Regions from separate parts of the Zea mays genome. Here all the other regions are linked to region 3. A link is a contact called in public Hi-C data. All regions are on one chromosome and are shown on one strand. Each heading gives the region's core, a stretch centred on a gene start, on an enhancer-like site or on the middle of the called end of the contact. The rest is flanking DNA. Distances are from core to core; before and after follow the strand shown.

Evidence for each region. A called contact is a pair of places that touch in the nucleus more often than the background predicts.
Region 1: a Hi-C map of endosperm shows a contact between it and region 3, with 1.8 times the contacts expected there. The contact joins the promoter of LOC100381627 here to the promoter of LOC100384198 in region 3. A contact is called at or near these places in 4 of 25 Hi-C or Micro-C datasets (ear, endosperm and leaf).
Region 2: a Hi-C map of ear shows a contact between it and region 3, with 3 times the contacts expected there. The contact joins the promoter of LOC100272651 here to the promoter of LOC100384198 in region 3. A contact is called at or near these places in 14 of 25 Hi-C or Micro-C datasets (bundle sheath, ear, endosperm and 4 more).

What each region holds. Positions count from the first base shown.
Region 1 is chr3:198,731,806-198,735,270 of Zm-B73-REFERENCE-NAM-5.0, forward strand. It overlaps LOC100381627 (Subtilisin-like protease SBT2.1), which reads right to left and starts at 1,364. Exons shown (of 10, transcript NM_001361459.1): 1 at 763-1,364. The coding sequence starts at 1,043.
Region 2 is chr3:198,832,901-198,836,211 of Zm-B73-REFERENCE-NAM-5.0, forward strand. LOC100272651 reads right to left here and starts at 1,999. Exons shown (of 5, transcript NM_001147109.1): 1 at 1,408-1,999; 2 at 891-1,045. The coding sequence starts at 1,459.
Region 3 is chr3:198,964,214-198,967,343 of Zm-B73-REFERENCE-NAM-5.0, forward strand. It overlaps LOC100384198, which reads right to left and starts at 1,720. Exons shown (of 9, transcript XM_020549945.1): 1 at 1,248-1,720; 2 at 272-551; 3 at 51-165. The coding sequence starts at 376.

The DNA of each region.
Region 1 (3,465 bases), core at 114-2,613, 230 kb before region 3:
ACGATGACATACACGATCGGCTAGGAGTAGCGTCAATTGAAGAAAAGCTTATTCAACACCGATTGAGATTGAGATGGTTTGGGCATTTCCACCGGAGACCCCCAGAGACACCGGTGAAGAGAGGTAGAGGGCGACCAAACTTGACATGGGAGGAGGTAATCAAAAGGGACTTGAAGGAATGGAATATCCCAAAGGAGTTGTGTTTGGATAGAAGTGATTGGAAAGAAGCTATCCACGTGCCCGAACCGTGATTAGGCATTTTCCCTTTTAGTGCTCTCAAAAGCTTTTTTCGCTCCCCTTTCTCTCTCTTTCTTATTTTGTGAATTCTTGTTGGATTTTAACTCTAGCCTATCTCAATTTGCTTGGGACTAAAGGCTATGTTGATGATATGTATTTATGTATCAACAGCAGCAAAGGGCCATATGGCCATATACCATTCACGCGGTTACTGGTGTGACAGTGTTCTGGTCGGATCAAATCCCATGCCCATATACAATTCACGCGGCAAAATAGTCTAACTAGAGACACCGCCACCCCCAATGTAACCAGCAATTTTACAGCAGCGAAACGATCTGTCGGCAGGTTAAAAGTATGAGCGATGGAGCAACTCAATCATCTCCACTACAGCACAATCAAGAAAGCTCAAAACTCGGTAAAATTTTGCATATCACATCAGAAACGCCGAAGCGACAAAATGCAGAACATATAATAGCTGTAGAACAAAAAAAAAATACAAACAATCAGTAAAGTTCGACAAAGAACAACCTCGGCTTCCTGAGGACGCTGGTGGTCGGGGTGTCTCCTCCTCCTCCTCCTCCGCTGCCGCCGCGGCCGACGGCAGTAGCAGCCTTGCTGCTCCCGAACTTCTCCAAGTTAAGTCGCCTGTGGGAAACCGGCGCCTGCTTCATGGTGACAATGTACACCGCAGTGCCGTCCTCGAAAGCGCGGACGCCGGCGCCGCCCGCCAACACCCCAAGAACCGTCAGCGCGTACAGGAACGCGGCGGCGGCCGCCCGGTGCTCCTCCCTCCGCGCCACCCCCATTCCTATGAAGCTGCTCGGTGCCCACCCCCACAACCACAAGACACCAAGAACCGCCAAGAAAGAAATGCTAGTTGCGTCCACCGCCCATGGGAGCCAAAACCGAACTTTCAGGCGTACTGAAGCGCGGCCGGGATGGCAGGCGGCAAATTAATGGCGAGGGAAAGAGGGGGAGGGAGTCAGAGGGAGACAGGGAGTGCACCTCCGCCGGCGGCAGCGTCGCCCGAGGAGGAGGCGAGAACACCCAAAGAGTGCGACTTTGCGAGGCTAGAGAAGAAAGGGATGCATCGAGCAGGAAGGGAAAGAATACTGCTGCTACCAATGCTCCCCTGCCCTCCCCTCCCCTCCCCTCCCCTCCCCGTTAAAACCCTCTCGTGTAACGACCAGAGCCCTCTCTTCCGGTCTTCAGCGAGTAGGGGCCGCCAGCTCCAGGCTCCAGCTCGGTTGTCACACATCACACTACTACAGTTTGCAGTGTGCTGCGCTGCTCAGTGCGACCGGCCACTCTCGTATTGTGTGGTACTCCGACTAGTGCAGTAGTGCAGCAGTAGGAGCATGGAGTACGGCGGTTTTGGGCGTCTGCTTCTGCAGCTCTCTTTTCCATGTGTTGGGCTGTTGCCTGTTGGCGTCTTGGCGAGAAGGATTCACAAATCACAAGAGGTCAGTGACAGCCTGACAGCCCAGCCACAGCACATAGGGGAGGCCGGGAGGGAGACCTGACCTGAAAGTGAGACCTCGGCTTTTCTACAGCCTCGAGAAGCGTGCATTGATTCAAGCCTTCGCTCCCAAGCAAGAGTCCCAAGCCAGCTTCACTCGGTACACAACCTGGGTTCAATCACGATTCATGTAAGCTAAAATATTTCCGCAAGTATATCTTCAGCAGCTCCCAAATCTCAAATTTTATCACGTCCTTTATTTCAAACTCTACTTTATAAACAGTGTTAGGCTGGTGCCAATGCAGGCTATAGTGAGGGCGATAGCGCCCAGCAGGAGGCGAGAGCGGGGCTGGAGGCGGGCGAGAGCGACCCGGCGGGCGCTACTGCTACCGCCCGGCGATAGGCAGGCGAGAGCGGGGCGACGCGTTGGCGATGGCGTCTTCGCGGGCGAGAGCGAGGGGCGACAGTGAGTGGCGGCTTCTGATTGGTCCACGTGTGTTATAGCCTGAGGCTGTAGCCTGCTGCAGCCTGTGCACTGGAGCAGCAGGGGCGAGAGTGGAGGCGAGAGCTGACGTGGCAGGGGCGAGAGAGAGGCTGTGCACTGGACTCAGCCTTAAATAGTATTATATACAGTGTCACGTCCTTATTTTACACGATCAAATAAAGACTTAAAAACGGCAGCCAGTACTAGAAGATCCAATCTATCATCGTCAATCTATCATCGTCGCCTTGCATCATGGATCGGTACGGACGGTTCAAGTGATACAATTACAGTGTTGTTTGAAAAACATACATCGTTCAAACCTTGTAATGCTCTACCATCCAACAAAGGGTATCCTAATCCTAGTACTATGTATATTGCAAATGCTACTACCTGAAAAAACGGAAAAAATTGGGAAAAAAAATTGCACACGGCAGGGCCGCAAAGCCATCACCGTGCGGCCTACCTGCCGATGCATGACGCGTGGAAACTCGCTATCCAACGCTCCCAGCCTCCCATGCTCCCACACGGACACGGCTCCTCCAACTCAGCTCACGTACGGCACGGCACTTGCATTCGTACGAGAGAAAAAAATCAAACATTCACAATCCATCTGAATAGACATTGGTGCCGTTTGGTTCAGCTTCTGGCGGATTCTGGCCGCCAGAAGCTGAAGCGGCTACCAAACGCGCAGCTTCTCCTCCCGCTTATTCGCGTCGCGCTTCGATGAGAAGCCACCCGCCTACGCGACGCCAGAAGCGGGTCTGAGGACGCTTCCACGGAAAGCCACCCTCATTTCGCTAGGGTTCGCAAGCGCGGCCATCACGCGTCCCCGTCGCAACTCGCCGCCGCAGCTCTCCTCCCCATCACATCTCCCGCAATCGCTCTCATTCGCGACGCCCGCGACGGCCGTCTCGTCCCCCATCGCATCTCCCGCCGCCGCGCTCGTCGTCTTCGCAGGTAAGCTTTCTTCCTCTCATCCATGGCGAACCTGACTTCTTGCTCCTCCGCCGTGTCGGTGATTCGATGCATTCGTGACCCTTCCGTTCTCTAGGGGTGTGACCGCGGCTCCGCAACTCCTTCGACAAATCCCACAAGCATCTTCAAGTTGCGACTCGTCCCGCCATCGCATCTCCTCGTCTTCCCAGGTACCATCTTCCTCTCCTCCATCTCGCCCCTCTCTTCAATCTCCTCCGCCGACGCCCTTGTTTGGATATCTCTCGTATCTAGCTGTTACGTATCCAATCGTCCCCCATGAACTGATTAGGGTATAGGTTGCATCCACGTC
Region 2 (3,311 bases), core at 749-3,248, 130 kb before region 3:
ATCTGGACTTTGATCATCATAATTAACTCCAGATAACAGTTGTATATGTGCTGGTTAATTCCAAGTAATTAACATGTACCCTTTAAAAGTAGGTCATGGAACTTGTCATTACTCATTAGCTACCAACATTTCAACAAGTGGTACTATCGTCAACATTTGAAATTAGTTCATTGTAAAATGAGCCCTTGTGGTTATCCTTGCAATCAACTATGGATCCCAAGACGCAGAAGATAAGTTAGTTTGTGCCCTAAAAAGTATTTGAGGGCCAACCAACACAATGAAAAGTATTCCAGAAGGTCAACCACACCAAAATATCAAACACCTGTGATAGAAAGGTCACTGCGAACACTATTTATTTCATTTTTGTCACTTCATCCAAATAGATCATTCAGTGTTACTATCATTTCTAAAAACAAACAACAACTACAGTGTTCTAGTTATTGTCGATAGTGTCTTAATTCAACAAAAGGATGTGTGCAAGCATGCTTGTCTTCCATCTCTGTCGTGCATAACTCAATCCAATAACGAAGCGCGTGTGCTACCAAACAAACGTATAACCATTTATTCCACACATCTAGGGTGCCTACGATCAAGCACATAATATTCGACTACAACCACTCAAGTACCCGATTTTGGAGCACTACTGATATGAACCTCAATTCCACTAAATTTTGCCCTTGCGGCCCACGGGAATATATTCTGGATTACTCCCCGCACTAGTCTTCCACTATCAGTCAGCCCATGCAAAAATTGACATGTACGGGAAAGAAATAAAGCATACATGATACATGGGAACCAAACGCACAAACAAGGAACGAGAGGCACATAATTTTATTTTATAAAGAAAAAATATGGCAACTTTGTGGATATGACGGTTCTAGAATCTGCACCTCGTCTCCAACCGAGTTTAGCCGGTACAGCCCCTCATCTGGCCCGCTGAATCCACCGCCATTGCCATCACTGCCGGCTTCCTCCAAACCCCCGAGCTCGAACCCCTCGAGTGGCTCCTTCCCGAAGAAGGCGTACTGGCCAGCGTCAAAATTCTCTGCAGCAAGACAAGAAACGTCAGGTCATCTCAGCATCGGCAAGAGACGACTTTAATCAACCCCGACGACTAACAAGAACCGCGAACTAAACGCAAGAACATCACACGAAACAGTTCCAGCAGACAAAATCGATTTCTGTTAAGATTCTTGGACCCATAGGCCTCACGAACAAGTCTCCACCCGAGCCCGAAAATTCGCATCTGAAACACCGCAAAGAGGCGCCGACCAGAGCACCCGCTAAATCGACCCGAACAGCACCAACAACCAGCCAACAAACGACGACAACTGAAAAAACCAGCGGCCAGACCAAACGCAGCAAGAAACCCACCAGCGCAGCGGATTCAGCGGCCAAGAGTCTCACCTGCGGCGGAGGAGGACGCGGCGCCTCCGCTCTCGGGCTCGACGCCCAGCATCGCCGCAAGACCCCTAGAAGGAGTAGCAGCAGCGCAGGCAGCAAGCGGCGGCGCGCATCTGGGGCTAGGGCCTGTTGGCGCGATTTCCTTCAGGCTTCGGATCTGAGCTGGGCGAGGGGGAAATAGAGAGATAGCTCGGCCTCGGCTGCTGCTTGCCTCCCTCTCCTGCTTTAATAAATACAAAATATTTCCGAAATACTAGACGCGGCAGGTGAATGAGGAGCATACTGCGGCCATGTTTTAGGCGTCTGCTTCTGCAGCTCTCTTTTCCATGTGTTGGGCTGTTGGCGAGAAGGATTCAGTGATTCACAGATCACACACAAGAGAGCTCAGGGCACCAGATAAATTGGCGGACACAGAAGGGAAGAGGTCAGTGACAGCCCACAGCCCACAGCCCACAGGGGGAGAGACCTCACTCCCAAAAAGAAAATAATAGTGAAAAAAAAGAAACGATTTTCCCCTTCGAGGTAGTACTACCTAGCTTCTGAAAAAAATAGAATATCAGATTCCGAGGCACATCAAGGTGAAGGAGAGGAGTACTAGGCGAATCGTAACAGTGCAGAAACTAGAGGCAGATTGGCAATTGTAGTGGTAGATGAGACCCTAAAGAAGGGATAAGATCATGAGGGAGGAAAAAAGGGGCTTTCAGTATGGCTTGTATCTCACTCTATCTTATTCTCACCTATTTATCTCTTTTTTATTTGTATGTATGAATGGTGCTTCTCTCTCTTTCTATGGGGTGCTTTTTTTTAATTTAGACAGGACTGTTTGGTCTATTTTATTTTATTTTATTTTGGTGTGGCTGCTAATCCACCCCTGCGCTGCGCTGCTCCAGTACCATGCTTTCTCTCTCCTCTATGATTGTTTGTCTCACTAAAGGTGGTATTGGGTGTGGATTTGGCATTGCGCTAGCAGTTGGTTACTTGGTTAGTGGAGAATGGGAGGAGGGTCCATTGTGTTTGTGTGAAAGTAGGCCCTGATTCTCTGTACTAGGCGGCCTCAGAGTGGGCGCTTCCTCCTCGGATTCGATTCTCTGACGATCTTGTCAAGTTTTTTTTTATTGCAAGATAATAACTTGGGGAAAAAATGAGGACAGAAATCAGACCAGTCACAATACAAAGGCGGCGAATCTTTATTTTCGAGAGAGAGAGAGAGAGATGCTATTATGAAGTGCATTGGGATTTTCTCAGGACCTATGTATATATAGATTCTAAAGTAATGTCAGCATTCATGCTAGGAAAAAAAAAGTTGCAATGCGCAGTGTGATTTGTTATTTGATAGGCTATTCACCACAATTAATCTGATGCATGTGATTGGACGAAACGTCAGTTCATCGTCCCAAGTTTCATCCAAATGAATTACATTCTGATCTCTCTTCATATAAGCGGTACAGTAACTACAGGTCCTGTTTATTTTAGCTTTCCTGGTACTAAGCTGAGATCTCGAGAAACCACTGTCTGAACAAGTTGAACTATTGGCAATCCTGATTATTTTTAACTGATTATCTGTTTTGGATGCAAAATGACATGTATATCCTAAAGCTGATGGTACCTCATTTGTTTCTCTTTGCATTTGTATCCTAACAAGTAGATTGCATTCTTTTCTATTTAATTATTTACTTGTTTTAGTTGGGTTTTCATCGATCATCAAAAATAGAGAGATTGTAACGAAAATAGATCAAGACAACAAGACCCATTTAATTATAGTTGTCGGGGAACATAATTAGGGGTACCCTCAAGACGCCTAATTCTCAGCTGGTAACCCCCATCAGCATAAAGCTGCAAAGGCCTGATGGGTACGATTAAGTCAGGGATCAGTCCACACGAGTGACTCGATCACGCTTCACCCGAGC
Region 3 (3,130 bases), core at 470-2,969:
AAAAAGAAAGCAGAACACTAGGAAAAGAAATCAGGGAACACAATAGGAACCTTTGCTGAGCTCCGAGTTCTCCTTCCGCAGCTTCTCGTTCTCAGCCTGCAGGAGCTTCACCGCCTCCCGCAGCGCCGTCCGGCTCCTCACCAATTTCTGGCAATTCTTCCACTGCTGTAGAACCCAAACCCCAAAAGGAAACGCCCCCAAAAAGAAGGCACGTCAAGAACAGAACAAGACAGAATGCGGTGTCATGATGAGAAGAGGGAGGGTCAATTACCGTCGCGCAGCACGGGTTGGGGCCGCCTACGCCGGCTGCGGAGGAGGAAGAGGCCGCGAGCTGGGCATCCAGCGAGGATGTGGGCTCTCTTGGTTCCGCCGCCATGGGGCGGCGGCGAGAGTCCGATGGAGAGGAAAGGTTTAGGGTTTTGAACGAGACAGGAACGTAGAGTCTGGAAGCGGAGACAGTGGAACCAGTAGCCGTTGGACCGACTCTCGCTCTGACTCTCTGAGGCCCGAGGTGAGAGGTCTGAGCCCAGAGCCCGCAACAGCCGGCCCCTCTGAAAAAAAAAGGAAAATATATAAAAAGGAATGGAAATATAAAAAATGCGCCGTTGCCGGGGATCGAACCCGGGTCACCCGCGTGACAGGCGGGAATACTCACCACTATACTACTAATGTATACGATCCCAAATAAACATTAACCATAATTCAAGATAAGAATGTCCTTATTGTTTTTATAAACTAGGGAATTATAGATATAGAGCATGAGTACCACACACGAGAGATAAATACATGCTGCTATTCTATCAGTTGCAATAACAATATCAAGAAAATCATGGTATAGTCCAAATAAAAACGTAGACAATGTTCTATTAGGAAATTAGCCTCAACTGGAAAAACGATATCGTTAGCCTGTAACTTAGACCAAACAGCCTGCATTGGCCCTCAATCATAAATTACACCTTCTCCGTAAAAAAAGATGCAAACAGAGACAAGAAAAAAAAAAGAGAAGAGGATACAAATCAAGCCAATGAAACAGATCCAAAACATCGTACCACAAAACACAGCATCACGTAAGAGCCATTACATACAGCGCACCAACTCGCCGCCCAAATCCGGCTACCGGTGCACAGATCCAGGGCCAAATCCCGCCAAGCAAGCAAAACAGAGAGAAGCGAGGAAGCCTCCGCAGAGACAGGGCGCAAGAAAAAGGCGCGAGGCGCGTGGAGGCGACACAGGAATCGATCCCATACCTTACCCTGCGGGCGAGGACAGAGCATAGGGTGGTGTCGTCGCCTCCCCACCCACGTGGTTGCCGGAGTGCCCTGCCACCCTGCTCCCGCAGGCAGCCCGCGCGGACCGGGGGGGACGGAAGCGAGCCGCACCGGCGGCGGCGGCGTGTGTGGGACGGGAATGAAGAAGGGGAAGCGGCGGGCCTTCCGCTTTCTACCCTCGTCGCGCTCCGTTACTTTTTATAACTTTTTTTTTGGCCTGCTTTAAACCCTAAACCCCAAAACACAGGTCGTCTTCTCTTTCTACTATACGGAGCCGCCTGCTAATGGCAACTTGTCATCAAGGCGTTTGCTCGAGAAGAGGAGTTGGCATCGATGCTGCCGGATGGCTTGAGATCGCGCGCTGCCTAATGCATTGTTAATGACGACTAGAAAAAGAACCGCGCTTCGTCGCGCCCTACTCGGCCAAAAGAGTAGAGTTTAGAAGGGCATTACAAAGAGCCAAATCACAAAAAACCCTTGTAAAGGGCAAAAAATGTGGATCCAGATAATTTGAAACTGCAACATTTGTAAACCCCATGTTCAGAAGTTAAAATAATGAAAAAGACATGATACATATATCTAAGACAATTTACAAAGTATGTTAGATATTGGTCCAAAACAGATTTGTATACATGTTCCAGGTAAGCGAAACATATTGAAATCTACATGTGTTTGTACAGAGCTAGATTGCACGCCACCTATAGTCACTTTTAATAATAAAAAGGCATGTTTGAGTCTGCTACATATTTTACACTCAGCAGTTAGCGTCATGGCTTACTACATGGCATTCATTCACTCTTATTCTTAGCCTGATAGATGCATATATACCGCTGCAGTGAGGCAACACAGGAACATAAACAGAGCAATCTGAAGCAGACCTCTAGGTACAGCAATAGGACCAATGACTTTCAACTAATAAAAATGACAGTCCCAGTAAGAAAACCTTTTGGCATGTAAGGTTGTCAAAAGTTACTCTGGAAAGAGATACTCAAGACAACATTCAGAGATTTTTTTTTAGTACCTTAGTTAGTGAAAACTCGAGACCAAAAGCAAAAAAGAAGAAACACCACCAAACTGAGCAAAAATATTCACCTGAGTTGCACACAACAATTCTTATAAGTATGTTGACTTCAATATGCCAAATGAAATTTATCTTCTAGCGAGAGCTGGGAGTTCCAAAAGTGATCACAACGGTTTCAAAACGATCAAAAATAGGTTGTATTGCAAGTGAAGCATCATGGCAGCTCAACTACAGAACAAATGAGTTCATTAGTAGCACACTAAAGAAGCGAAGTGGTTATAATTTCATCATGGTCATAAAGAGTGGTCTGGGTACCTGAATATGTATGTATGTAGGTTACTGAAGCAGATCAACCACAAAAGTAAGTCATAGCATAGAGGACAGTACTTGTAAATAAAAATTCTAAAGCTCAAGTTTGTGACCAACTGTTCTTTTCATTAAACAAACATAAAGAAAACAAATATTCCATAGTACCAGAACCAGACTTTTTAGAAATCAAATTTCAAAAAATTACGGTTAGCATAGAACTCAACAAATTTCCCGACAACACAATGTTTACTAAGCATTTGAGTTATGCTGAAACCAAGTCCATGGTTGTAACTTCATTCCCCGGCTTGACTGATAACTTAAAGTCAACAACCCCTAGCAAGACCATGTCCATTGGCTGCATAAAGAAAAAAAGACATCAATCAATATGTATGTATGTGCGCTACTGAAGCAGATCAACCACGAAAATAGAACATAGCATAGAGAACAGTACTTGTGCATAAAATCTCTGAAGCTCAAGTTTGTGAACATTTGTTCTTTTCATTAAACAAACATAAAGAAAACAAATGGTTCA